Regions from separate parts of the Triticum aestivum genome. Here region 1 is linked to region 2. Evidence: chromatin contacts called from public Hi-C data. All regions are on one chromosome and are shown on one strand. Each heading gives the region's core, a stretch centred on a gene start, on an enhancer-like site or on the middle of the called end of the contact. The rest is flanking DNA. Distances are from core to core; before and after follow the strand shown.

Evidence for each region. Hi-C and Micro-C count contacts between places; a contact is called where the count stands out from the background.
Region 1: a contact with region 2 is called in a Hi-C map of leaf, with 3 times the contacts expected there. The contact joins the promoter of LOC123129386 here to the promoter of LOC123129376 in region 2. A contact is called at or near these places in 2 of 5 Hi-C or Micro-C datasets (both in leaf).

Annotation. Positions count from the first base shown.
Region 1 is chr1B:434,869,434-434,875,733 of IWGSC CS RefSeq v2.1, reverse strand. LOC123129386 (receptor-like protein kinase FERONIA) reads right to left here and starts at 4,701. Exons shown (of 2, transcript XM_044549574.1): 1 at 1,721-4,701; 2 at 560-1,127. The coding sequence starts at 4,400. The coding sequence ends at 1,722.
Region 2 is chr1B:434,682,044-434,688,152 of IWGSC CS RefSeq v2.1, reverse strand. LOC123129376 (protein DEHYDRATION-INDUCED 19 homolog 2) reads left to right here and starts at 4,779. Exons shown (of 5, transcript XM_044549568.1): 1 at 4,779-5,064; 2 at 5,167-5,324. The coding sequence starts at 4,983.

The sequences.
Region 1 (6,300 bases), core at 3,452-5,951, 190 kb before region 2:
GTTACCACAGGTTTTGTCACAAATCTCTATTATTCATGGGTGTTTCAGTTTCTTCTATCCGATCTATTTTATTTAATTTACTGTACTATTTAGTTTTAAAACACCAATCTCTCGGGATTCACAGTCGACGAGGAGTTCCCCTGCGAATCAGCCACAGAAAATATGGACGGGGACGATGACTTCAGGGTTCAGATTCGGTCACACCGGCTCGGGTTCATGGATTCACACCTGCCCCGATGGACCAGTACTTTTTGAAGCGTCTTATGCTTTGATACGGAGGGAGTACTATTTATTTTTACTAATGTGAGGTTGACATGTCTAGGTCAATTCCAACATATTTTCATTGATGGATTATGAATCGCCACTCTGCAGTTTATTAAGGGAATATGAGATGCTGATACAGTGATACTAGAAACAGTCGTATTGCATGATCGGGGAGGGCGGCGTTGAGGAGGGATCCATGACTCCTTCCCGCTCTCCATGTGAACAGGACCGATTCTTTCTTTGCGAGAAAGACTGAGATCGAGCTGGATAACAGCAGGAACGACAAGTTTGGTAATGAGAAGAAAATCGCTGGCATCCATACAGCAGAAACGAGATACAGGGCGACACGTCTCGTGGTTTGAGGCACAACTTGTGCTCGCCGTAGCTGGATAATATAATATGGCTGTGTTCTGCGTGTGGCTCCCTGCTCTCAAAACAGTTGGGCGAGACCCTCCTTCACTCCTTCCATGATCCGGGCACAACAGACTCCGGGCAAAGACGGAACTTGGGCAAGAAAGCTAACTGACATATGGAAGGAAGACCTAGGGCTACGCTACACAGAGGAAGCAAGACAGGCACATGATTTAGGGTTGGGCAGCATCATCGACCCCAAAACGTGCGGTTGGGCAAGAAAAAACGGAATAGCTCATAGTGAAACAATGCCGTCCATCCACCGGGAGATTTCACGATGCTGGCACGACGCGACGACTCGCACTCCACAGACCTGGACACCGGAATCATAGGAGTATTCAAGTGCTCCTTCTCTCCACGGAACAGCTGGGAGCCAGAATTATTCGACTCCACTCATTTCTTCTTTTCTTTTTTTTTGCGGGGAACTCCACTCATTTCTTCAGCGTGCACAGCTGTAAGTTTATACAGGAATCAAATAACAACATGGAAGACAGGCAGTCGGATGAGCAGAAATTATATACTCCTACTATATCGCTGGGAAGAAGGTGGGTTGATTGGATCAACATAGCAGAGTGGACCGTGCTCTACAGCTGACACAGGCTCCGGTTCAGCAACAACTACTACTTGTCAGCTGGACGCCGCAAAATGAAGTTTGTGATTGAACACAAGACGACATGCAACACAGCATATGCTTGAGCATGACTGGTAACAATCAACGTCAACACAACATGGATGATCCCGTCCCGTGTCAATCACCAGGATTCGGAAAGGAGCATGACATGAAGCCAAAAAGAAAAAGGAAAAGGCCGTGCACATCACTTTACTTGTCGGGTCAATAACACGTAGCAGCGGCGGTAGTTACACATGCTAAAAAGCAGAGTCAGTACAACGCTGAACAAGAAAAAAACAAGGCAATGCAGAAATGTCTAACGTGAAACAATACTCTGACCCCCAATCCATAACTTGCAAGATGGCACAAACTGATGAAAATAGACTCAATGAATAAATTAGGCCTCAAGGGCGACAAGCAGGCCCAGATTTTTACCTCACCGCCCCTTGGGGTTCATGATCTGTGAGAACACGGCGCTCGGCGTCAGCCCGTCCGAGTCGATGCTCGCGACACTTTGGTCGCCCATGCTTAGGGAAGTTGTCGTGGTCGTGGTGGTGCTTGAATCGATCGATGGGTCATTGGGATCCTTCTTTCCAGCCATCACCAGGGGAGTGCCCTCATCCGACATCCCACAGCCAAAGCTTCCGCTCTCCTCCGCACTTTCCTGCATCTGAAGAGCAAACTCCAAATTCCAAAGCACATCTCCCATCGAAGGGCGCTCGATGCCATTGTCGGCAACGCACTTCTCAGCTGTCTCGGCAAACTTCTTGAAGCACTGCGGAACAATCTTTCCCTTTAGGTAGGGATCAACAATCTGATCCAGAATTCCCTTCTTCTGGCAGTGCAATGCCCATTCTGCCAGGCTAACTTCTTCCTTTGCAAGAGTCGGGTTCAAGGCAGGCCGAGCACAGAGGACCTCGAACAGCACCACACCAAACGAATAGACATCAGATTTCTCGGTGAGCTGCTGCCTGCGGAAGTATTCAGGATCTAGGTAACCAAAACTGCCCTTGACAACTGTGCTCACATGTGTATGATCCATCGATGGCCCAGTCTTGGACAGACCAAAATCTGAAACCTTGGCGACCCATTTCTCATCCAGTAGGATGTTTGTTGTCTTCACATCACGGTGGATAATGGTGTGCTTTGCACCGGTGTGAAGGTAGTGCAGCCCACGAGCTGCACCAATGCAGATCTCCAAACGCTGCCTCCAGCTAAGCGGTGCATTCTGGGTCTTGTATAGGTGCTCACGCAGAGTTCCATGAGCCATGTGGTCATAGACCAGGATCATCTCATTCTTGTCCTCGCAGTAACCAATCAGCGACACAAGATGGCGGTGGCGGAGCTTTGACAGCATTTCAATTTCAGTCTGGAACTCATGTATACCCTGCTCAGACAAGGGATTGCCACGCTTGATAGCCACCTTAGTTGTGCCCCCATCGATCTCGCCCTGGTAAACTTTACCGAACCCACCAACACCAAGGATCCGTGACTCGTCAAAGTTTTTCGTTGCAGCCTTGATCTCTGCAAAGCTGAAATGGCGACACAGGTTCGATGGCAAAGATGAAGCAATACTCCCTGTAGCATGCGACTTGGCTGAGCTTGAAGTGTGTGAATTGCCATACAGCGACAACGGCAGCCAACCAGAATGGCCATCACTCATGCCAGTATCCTTGGCCGCTTTCCTCCGCCTCTTGCAAATGAAGCAGCAATATCCAAGTGCAAGCACTGCCAAACCTCCAATTACTCCACCAGCAATAGGCCCGACTAGTGATTTCTTCTTCCCTTGCCCGGTATGCGCCTGTGGATCAGCACTTGGGACAGGGTTTGGCCCCGCGAGGCTCCCATTACTAAGTTGCAGCTTGAACACCTCCATCCCATTGAGAATAGCATCATAGTACTGTGGCTTGTTCCGTATATCCGGATGAAGAGCCACCCAGAAATCCATAATCCCTGAACCCACAGTGCCGACCACATAATCCTTATACAATGGGGTGCCAGTACTAAGCGGATCCACCCACTGGATCACATCAGCACCTTCCACGGCAGTCTGGTTGTTGAGGTAAATGTTGAACACCCGCTGATTTGGCTTATCAATTGGGGATTGTATCTCACAGAAATGGAGCCTCACAAGGTATGTGAACCCAGCATCCACCTGCACTATCCAGGTGAGATTGTAGGCCAAGTTCACATTCTTGTCTATCCCCATTGATCGGGCCGTGGCATAGACATCCGAAGGCGCCATATATCCCGGCACACTGTCAGGATAGGTGATTGTGACATTGGGATCGTTCGGGTACGTTACCCCAGCCCCTGCACCATAAATGTAAGGCGTGTCGTCGTCCCATGACCGAGCCCCGCCGGAGTCCTTGGAAGGGGAGATCGCCTGGCCTCCGACGTTGAGCCGATACATGGTCTGCAGAGCAGCACCGGGATCCATCGGGAATGGCTGGTTGTTGCCGTCACCGGTGACGAAGAACGGTGTGGCGAGGTCAAAGAGATCCGGAGAGGAGACGACCTCGATGCCGTTGATGAAGGCGTAGGCGTTGGGGCGTCCCTTCTCCGGGGTGAAGGTGAGGTCGAGGGTCGGGCCAGTGACGTTGACGGAGAACTCCCGTACGAGGTAGGCGAAGTTGAGGGCCGTGGCGGTCTGGTAGGCGCTGAAGTTGGAGAGGAGCGTGACCTTGGCGGCCGGGACGGAGACGGAGAAGAAGGCGTCGGCCGCGTCGCGGTTGGAGTAGTTGGCCGGGTAGAAGTGCAGCCGGAGGAACTTGCGGCCGGGGCCGAGCGGGAAGGAGTAGGTGAAGGCCGCCGCGGAGACCCGCGCAGTGAGGTAGGGCACCTGCGGCACCGAGGGGTCCTGCGCCCCCGCGTCGGCCGAGGCGAGGTTCGGCGGCGCGTACTTGGAGCTGGCGTCGCCGCGCCACTCCCGGCCGTCCGTGTCGTTGCCCTTCCCCGTGGCGCCGCAGTCGAGCAGGATGTCGTCCCGCGGCACGAAGGGGGCCCCCGAGGGCGCGGGCGCGGTCGAGCCCTGCGCCCACGCCGCGGGGACAAGCGCCGCGCAAGCGGCGGCCGCGGCGAGCAGCAGGAGCGCGCATCTCGGGCCTCCTCCCATGGCGCGACTGCGAGCTGTATGTAGCTCGCTCTGCGTCTCCTCGCGGCTCACAGATCGCCCATCAAACAGCTCCCCCGGCGCCGATCTGGGGCAGATTTGCGCGCGGGTGGGAGCTGCTCGTGGTGGCTGAGGTGGGATTTGATGGGGAAGTGGCGGTCGCGGCGGTGGTGGTCGCGGTGGGGAGGAGGGAGGGGGAGGGTGGCGTCGAGGAAGAAGGGGGAAGAGGTTTCGAGGACTACGGGCGCGGCATTAAGCGGGGGGTCAGTGTGGTGGTAGAAGGACGCGGTGGCCAGCCGAGCTGAGGCTGCTGCAGTTGCCAAATGCAAGCTGTGAGCCAGCCGAGCCAGGGAACCCGGAACGGGGCAACGGGGTGAAGGGACCCACCAGCGACGGGGTCGGCGCAATCGGAGGAGACTTGCCTGCTACCTTCCCATGCTTCCATCCGTACTCCCGCCTACGTGCCTTGATTTGATTGGAAGAAAATAAGACCCGGTCCCACCCCCTGAAAATCAGGGGGGAGATGATTAGATTAGAAAAAAAAGAGAAAAGGACAGCCGTATAATGAAGTGGGAGCACGGATGGGAGCATGGAAAGGGAGCAGGCAAGCCGGATCCAAAGTGTCGTGCCGTCTCACAGAAAGCGAGAGGGCGACGCGGCGGGAGGAGGAAGGCGGGCGTAGGCCCCGCTAACATGGGTTCGGGGGGTCGTGATGTGCACTGTCCCGTCGAGAGGGAGAAAAGTATCCGCTGGAAACCAATCCTCAATAGAAACATGGAAACTCCAATATGAACCGAGTCTTGCTATACGCACGATTTTTGTCGGACGATTCTAAGACGACATGTTAGATCAACCACACATGCGCAGGATTGACTTTGCAAGGGCCGCTGGATTGTTTGATCGTCCGCAAGTCGGCCATGAGATGTCGTCCGTGGAGCAGTTTCGATATGAACCTCGTATGCCCGCAAACCGGACGAGAGCCGGCCATCCAAAGTCACCTACATACATTTAAACTGCATTTTTATTAACTGAATGAAATTCATTAAACATGGCGGATTCTATCAAAGTTTGGATAGAAAATAGCACAAATCATCCATACATAACATTTAGATAATATCTCTAAAAAAGCATTCAAATAATAGGTCTAGTATAATAAAAATTCAAATTTAATTAGATTAACCGGATGTTCAACAAATTTTCATGAACAAACCATGTCGTCCTACACATACCACCTCTTGAGCTTCATCCAGCAGTGTGTATGCGTAAATGGTCTGCCAGCTAGCACGTGGTGCATCACGGCAGCACGTACAGGCTACACGATGTGTAGAACAACATTGAGTGAATCAATCAATCAATCAACAAGTTGAGTAAGAACAAGCAAAACTTACAATCTCCTTGACCGTCGAGTGCAATGTAGCCACTTTGCCTCCAACATACCAAACGTGCCATAAAACTTGGTGACGGTGGTCTAGATGGTATACAATCGATACGCGCATTTGCGTTCATGGATGATGTGCATGTTGTATGGTGCAATGTGCTTTCATGCATGAAACGATTCATGCACGCGCTGCCAGAAGAGCCCTCTTCTGCTCCTACCTACCAAATACGTGGATACGGCCAACAACGCATCGAACAACAACTCATCCTCCCTGCTAGAGTACCCCGCCATCTTTCATACTCTAAAAAATGACATGATGTTCGAAAATAAGCTCAATGGCATTTGACCGAACACCTGTCTGGCATGGTGACCGCCATGTACGTCATCGACAGGGGGGCAGAGGTACCTGGTTATGGACGGATCCTAGGTGGACGACGTCTTAGTAGAAGGCGAGCAGGCGCGGGTGGTGGTTGCGGACGTCCGACAATGCCTGCGTGGCGGTCCGCGAGGTACAACGGCGATGTT
Region 2 (6,109 bases), core at 3,530-6,029:
AACCCCGAGGATGGACTACTCCCTCCTCATCATGGTGGCCGCCGGGATGATGAAGATGGCCTCCGGTGATGATTTCCCCCTCCGACAGGGTGCCGGAACAGGGTCCAGATTGGTTTTTCGTGGCTACAGAGGCTTGCGGTGGTGGAACTTCTGATCTAGGGTTATTTCTGGGGGGTTCTGTATTTATAGGATTTTTTGGCGTTGGTTTCAGGCGAAGATGGGCTTCAAGGGGCCCACTACCCACCAGCACACGGGCAAGGCCCCTAGCATGCCCTGGTGGGTGGTGGCCACATCCTTCACCTTCCGGTCCTCCCATGAAGCTTCTAGTGCCTCTTTTGTTCCAAAAAAATCATCAAAAAGTTTTGTTGTATTTGGACAATTTTTATTTCTGCAAAAAAATAAAACCACGATAAATCTGTTGAAAACAACGTCAGTCCAGGTTAGTTCCATTCAAATCATACCAAATCCATATAAAATTGTTGTAAACCTGGCATGAATACTTCATACATTATAGATACATTGGAGACGTATCATATATCAAGTCTCGTGCCAGTGTGACTCCTGGGCTGGCGCGGGTAACACATCAATTGTGTGAATTGGTGTGTGACAACTTTGTTGCCAATACTCATTCACCGTCCATCCGAGATCCAATAACTCATCAATCAACTTACCACTTTGCGAGTGCTTCGTCATCTAGATATTGTTGATCAACAATCAGAAAAATGCTTCAAGTCTCATTCATTGTTCACTATGCAACAACACACTACCTTGTTTCCTTTCTACCTTTGCATTTCATTTGGACCGTAATGGATATATAGCCTTGGATTCCCAATGGAAACACTATCTATCTTGTAACTGGGTGACAATCCTAGCTGCCATGTTCCGTTGTCTTAGGGTGTGTTTGGTTCCAGAACCAAGTGGAATGTCATGGAACCGTCCATTCCTATGATTCCATCTTGGTGTAGGATGAAATGGTTCCTAGGGGTAGAACGCCAAAGTTTCCTCTATCTCCTTTTCTTACCAAACAAGCATCACAATCCCCTGAACTTGCTGCTGTCTCAGTGAATCTAAACTTGCCGCAATGAATCTGATGTCTGAACTAGCAACCGTAGTTAATCTAAACTTGCCACTGCCTAAAACGCCAACACCATCCCTGAACAAGCATCGACCACCAAAGCACGGACGCACGGTGACCGTGCTAGTTGGAGAGGAGGATGCCGGGAGGTTGGAGTTGGCCTCGGGCTTCCTCCCATCCCATCCATCCTGTCCCTCACGCCGAAGCTTGGCGGATCCAGCGTCCTTGCACACCACCATGCCGCCCGGCTGGATGTGATGCCCCCCGCAGCGAGCGGTTCCCTATGTCGCACGACTGCAGCTCCCAGCGGCGCGTGCTCAAGCACGACGGCCGGTCGGATGTGACACTCGTGATGTCGCACGACCGCGGCTCCTAGAAGCGTGTGCTCAAGCGCGACGGCCGACTGGATGTGACGCCCCCGGCAGCGCGTGTTGGATGCACAATGGTGGTGGCGGGTTCTTGCTACCACATTTGCCCCGCGACTTCATTGGTTTGTGTAGCAGGGGAGCGAGGTCGTGGGAACGGGCTGTTCCGCGTGCTCCGCTCGATTTCAAGAGACCTCTCGGGGTGAATAATCAGGGAATATGCCATTCCTTGGAATCGGTTGGTTCCGGTTCCTTCGATGATCCAAACGAGGAATGGGTCTTCAGGACAGACCCGACCCGTGCCGTTCCACATGATGACACAAACCAGACACACCATTAATTGGCATACCAGAGATTGACGCAAACCCTAGACTTTCTCATCATAAGACTGTTACTTTGCACTCTATTTTATGACTTTAAGGCATCTTCTGAACTTTAGTTTGTCAGGGTCTAACACGAAGCCCGGGGACATCGGCGGCAACAAGCGTGTGGGATCGGTGGATCGAGAAACATGCAAGATGGAACATCGGAATTGGGCATCCGTGCAAGTTCATGAGGTGGCTTAGGTAGACTCTGACAACTGGGCTGGCAAGGCATCCCGACCCTGTGATAAGAAAGGCTTGGCTCGAATTTTCCCATGTCTAGCTAAGTCGATTCGACTCGGGTTGATTCAACCCTTGCCGGTTGTTGGTGCCATCCGTCACCGTTCGACGCTTCTTCTGCCTTCTGTATCTAGCACTTCTTCCTTCTCCTTCACAACCCCAATCCTTTTTGTTGAGTTGCGTGTACGTGAATGTGTATGTTTGTTCTATATTTTTCAGAAAAGTCAAAAAACTGTGTTATTAATCTGGTTTCAACTGAGAATACAGAATCATGAAATACTTCTTTTTTTCGAGAGTACGCCAATGGCGTACCTTATCTTTATAGAAGGTAGAAAGAAAATGTACAAGAGAGGCTCGAGCTAGATGCTAGGATCTAAACTCGGCCAACACCCATTACACCCAAACCACTCTACTCTCTAAATCTACTCTCTCACAAAATGTGTTAAACCACCAACACCTACACCGGCTTGTCTCCATTGTTGTACTTCTCTGACTATGTCGTCAACCAATTCTCTTGGGGTTCGTTGTTGCTGTAACCTATTGAACACACACGCGTTCCATTGCTTCCACAACTCCCATCCGACCAAGATGACAAAAGTGTTGTAGCCTCTCTTTAGACCCTTAGGCATCCCCATCCTAGTCTCGATCCACCAATCGAGGAAGGTATCGTCCACCACCGGAGGCTGAATATTTAGGGTTAGGTCTTGAAAGCAGGTGTGCCACACCTGTCGAGCATAACCACATTTTACCAAGATGTGTTCGGCATTGTCTTCATCCTGCACGCATGTGTAGCAGGCGAACGGTTGATCTTGTAATCCATGCTTTGCCCTTTGGTCAGAAGTCCAGATACGGTGCTGCACAGCCAGCCAGATGAAGATCTTGCACTTCAAAAGTGCCCAACTTTTCCAGATGCAGGAGGCATACGGAGCCCATTCATCACCGAGGCATAGTCTTTGGTAGGTTGATTTGGCCGAGTATAAACCTAAAGGATCGGCAGGCCAAGAGAAGCAGTCCGAATTGCTCGGATCCCTTTGCACCGTATTAATGGCTAGATTCAGGTGCACCAGCTGTAAATGGCCAACCAAATTCAGCTCCCCATTGATATCATGCAGCCACCGACCATTCTCCAGCCCTTCACTGACCGTACGTTTATTCCTTGTGCGAGTGTCAACCAAAGCGTGAATCATGGGTGCAATATCATTCACCGCAAAGCCATGAATCCACCGGTCCCGCTAGAAGAGAACCTTAGTGCCCTCGCCCACCTCAATCTTGACCATGCTGTCAAAAACAGCTCGAGCATCCTCATCCTCTATCATGCGCAGGCCCCGCCAAGGTCTCTCTGAGTCTGTGCATTTCAACCATTCCCATCGGACCCTAAGTGCGAGCCCCTTCAACTTAAGGTTCTTGATGTCGAACCCTCCGAAGCACGTGGGCTTGCAGACCGCATTCCACGCTACCATGCAATTGCCACCCGAGACCTGATCCTTCCCCGCCCAGAAGAATGCTCTCATCCATTTTGTCAAGCTCCTCGAACACCCATGCCGGTGCGTCAGTGATCATGAAATGGTGGATAGGTTTCGCCGCGACCACCGACTTGACCAGCACAAGGCGCCCGGATCTTTGTAGCAGGCCACGTTGCCAACCAGGAGCACACTTCTTTGCTCTATCCAACATGGGCTGCCAGTCCGTCTTCTTTAGTTGATGTATGGCGAGTTGCAATCCAAGGTATTTGCAGGGAAACTTCCCCAACTCGCACTCCAGAAGGTTGGATACCCTGATCCTATCTTCCTCTTCACCGTGAATGAGAATAGCAGATGACTTTCCATAGTTAACCCTTAGCCCAGACGCATCTCCGAAAGCTTTAAGCGCCATGGTCACGAACCTGAGATCTACCTCGTTTGGCCTGACAAACAGAGCCACGTCATCGGCGTATATCGACACACTTTGATTAGGCCTGATGCCGGTAAATGGCTTCAGAACACCTTCCTCTGCGCCCTTAACCATGATGCAGGAGAGCGCATCCATCGCAATGATGAACAAAAGAGGGGACACCGGGTCGCCTTGTCTCAAACCTTGGGTGAGCCAGAAACTCCTGCCAGGTACGCCATTGACGAGTACTTTAGTAGAGGCCGTGCGCAGTAGGATGGCGATCCATGCTAACCATCTCTGTCCAAAACCTTTGCGCCTCATAACTTCAAACAGGAAGGGCCAAGATATAAAATCAAACGCCCTCGACATGTCTAACTTCAGGAACACCCCCGCTTCTTTACGTGCATGGATCTTTCTGGCCACTTGCCTCACAAGGAGGAAGTTGTCATGCAAGTGCCTGCCACATATAAACGCTGACTGATTGGCCATGACAATTTCCTTCATTCTTCTCCTTGCACGGTTAGCCAACATCTTGGCGAAAAGTTTAGCAGCGCTGTGGGTAAGGCTGATAGGACGAAAATCCCCAACCAACTCCACATCGGATTTCTTAGGGATGAGCAGAGGAAATACTTCTTCTCAAGTACTACTACCTAGAAATTCCGATTTCCCACTCTTCTAACCCTTTAATTAAGAAATGAAGGCCCCCCTGCTACGCTGCAACCATTTCGCAGCACCAACCATCAGTCACGTGACAGAATCTCACCAAAAATACCACCGCTGACAGCGACGCCCCACCGTGCAGTTACCAGTGGCTCACCGTAGACCAGGTGCAGGCACCCACCAACTACCACCCTCCCCCCACCTTTCCGTCCCATAATTCATTCCAATCACTCACACGCACCGACCCACACCGGAGCAAACGGCCAACAAACACCGCACGCTCGCGCGCACACCGAAGCAGTGGAAAGAGAGGAGCGGACAGAAAAGCCTGGAAAGCCAAAAAAGAATTCACCAGCACAAAGGGGAAAGGAGAGAGAGAGAGGCGAGGCTAGGGTTTCGTCCAATTCCGCCATGGATTCCGGCGACGCGTGGGGCCGCTCCTCCTCCACCTCCTCCTCCGCCGCCGCCGCGAGGCGCCTGCAGTCCCGCTACGGTACGATCGATCGGTCGGCCCGATTTCGCCCTCGGTGTTGGCCTCGTTGGTTTTTGATTCGACGTTGGGGCTGATGCGTGATTCGCTGTGGTCGTACGTCAGATCTGTACATGGGGTTCGACGACGCGGACGCCGGCGGGGACGAGGTGGAGGCGCGCGGGGCGGAGGCATACAACTGCCCCTTTTGCGGCGAGGACTTCGACTTCGTCGGGCTCTGCTGCCACATCGACGACGAGCACGCCGTCGAGGCCAAGAGCGGGGTATGTCGCCTCGCCCTTTCTGATGATTCGCGTTCTTGTGACTCGCTCGGCCGGGTCCCGTTTGAGCCTTTGAAATAATTTTTGCCGAAATGGGACATTTTACGCCAAGTGTCGTTAGGATGCGCCACGCTTCAGGACGGAAATGTTGATAATGGTGCAACTAAGGGACCTGTACGTTTTAGTGGTTCGGAAAATCCATTGTTCTTGTAATTTTGATATGGAATAGGTTTATTGCTCTGTAGATTGCTGAAAAGATGAGACTCTTGAATGTTCTGCTGGAGAATTCTTGTTTGTCTGTGGTAGTTCAGGTTGGAAATGTAGAAAACAAGTTACCTTTTGGGTGGCTGCGTTGGAACATTTTAGGAACCAACTCCTTTGACAGAGCTTTTTTATGGTGTTGCTGGTTGGAATTGCGGGATTTGGTTGGCCTCTGTCGTTCCTACAGGAGTCTTTATGAATCTAGTGATTATGATTCTTGGGAATTTTTTCTTTGGCCAGTTTGGTTATGGAATGTAGTTCCCTTGGGTTGTAGGAGTATTAGGTATTGTTGGTTCTGGAGTGAACGACTGGTGCAACTAGATGAAAGTCTGAAACAATTTTGTGTTATAGCTGGCCAATAAGATTGGCTGTACACAGTGGCAAATTGAGCATGAAAGTGGAGGATATGCTCAAAGCTTAATACACTAATCTGAATAAAGGAAATAAATATCAAATGTAGGCTTGTTGAATTTAAATTTTAGATTGTGCATCAAATAATCATGACATCAGTGAAATTCTCCACTTCT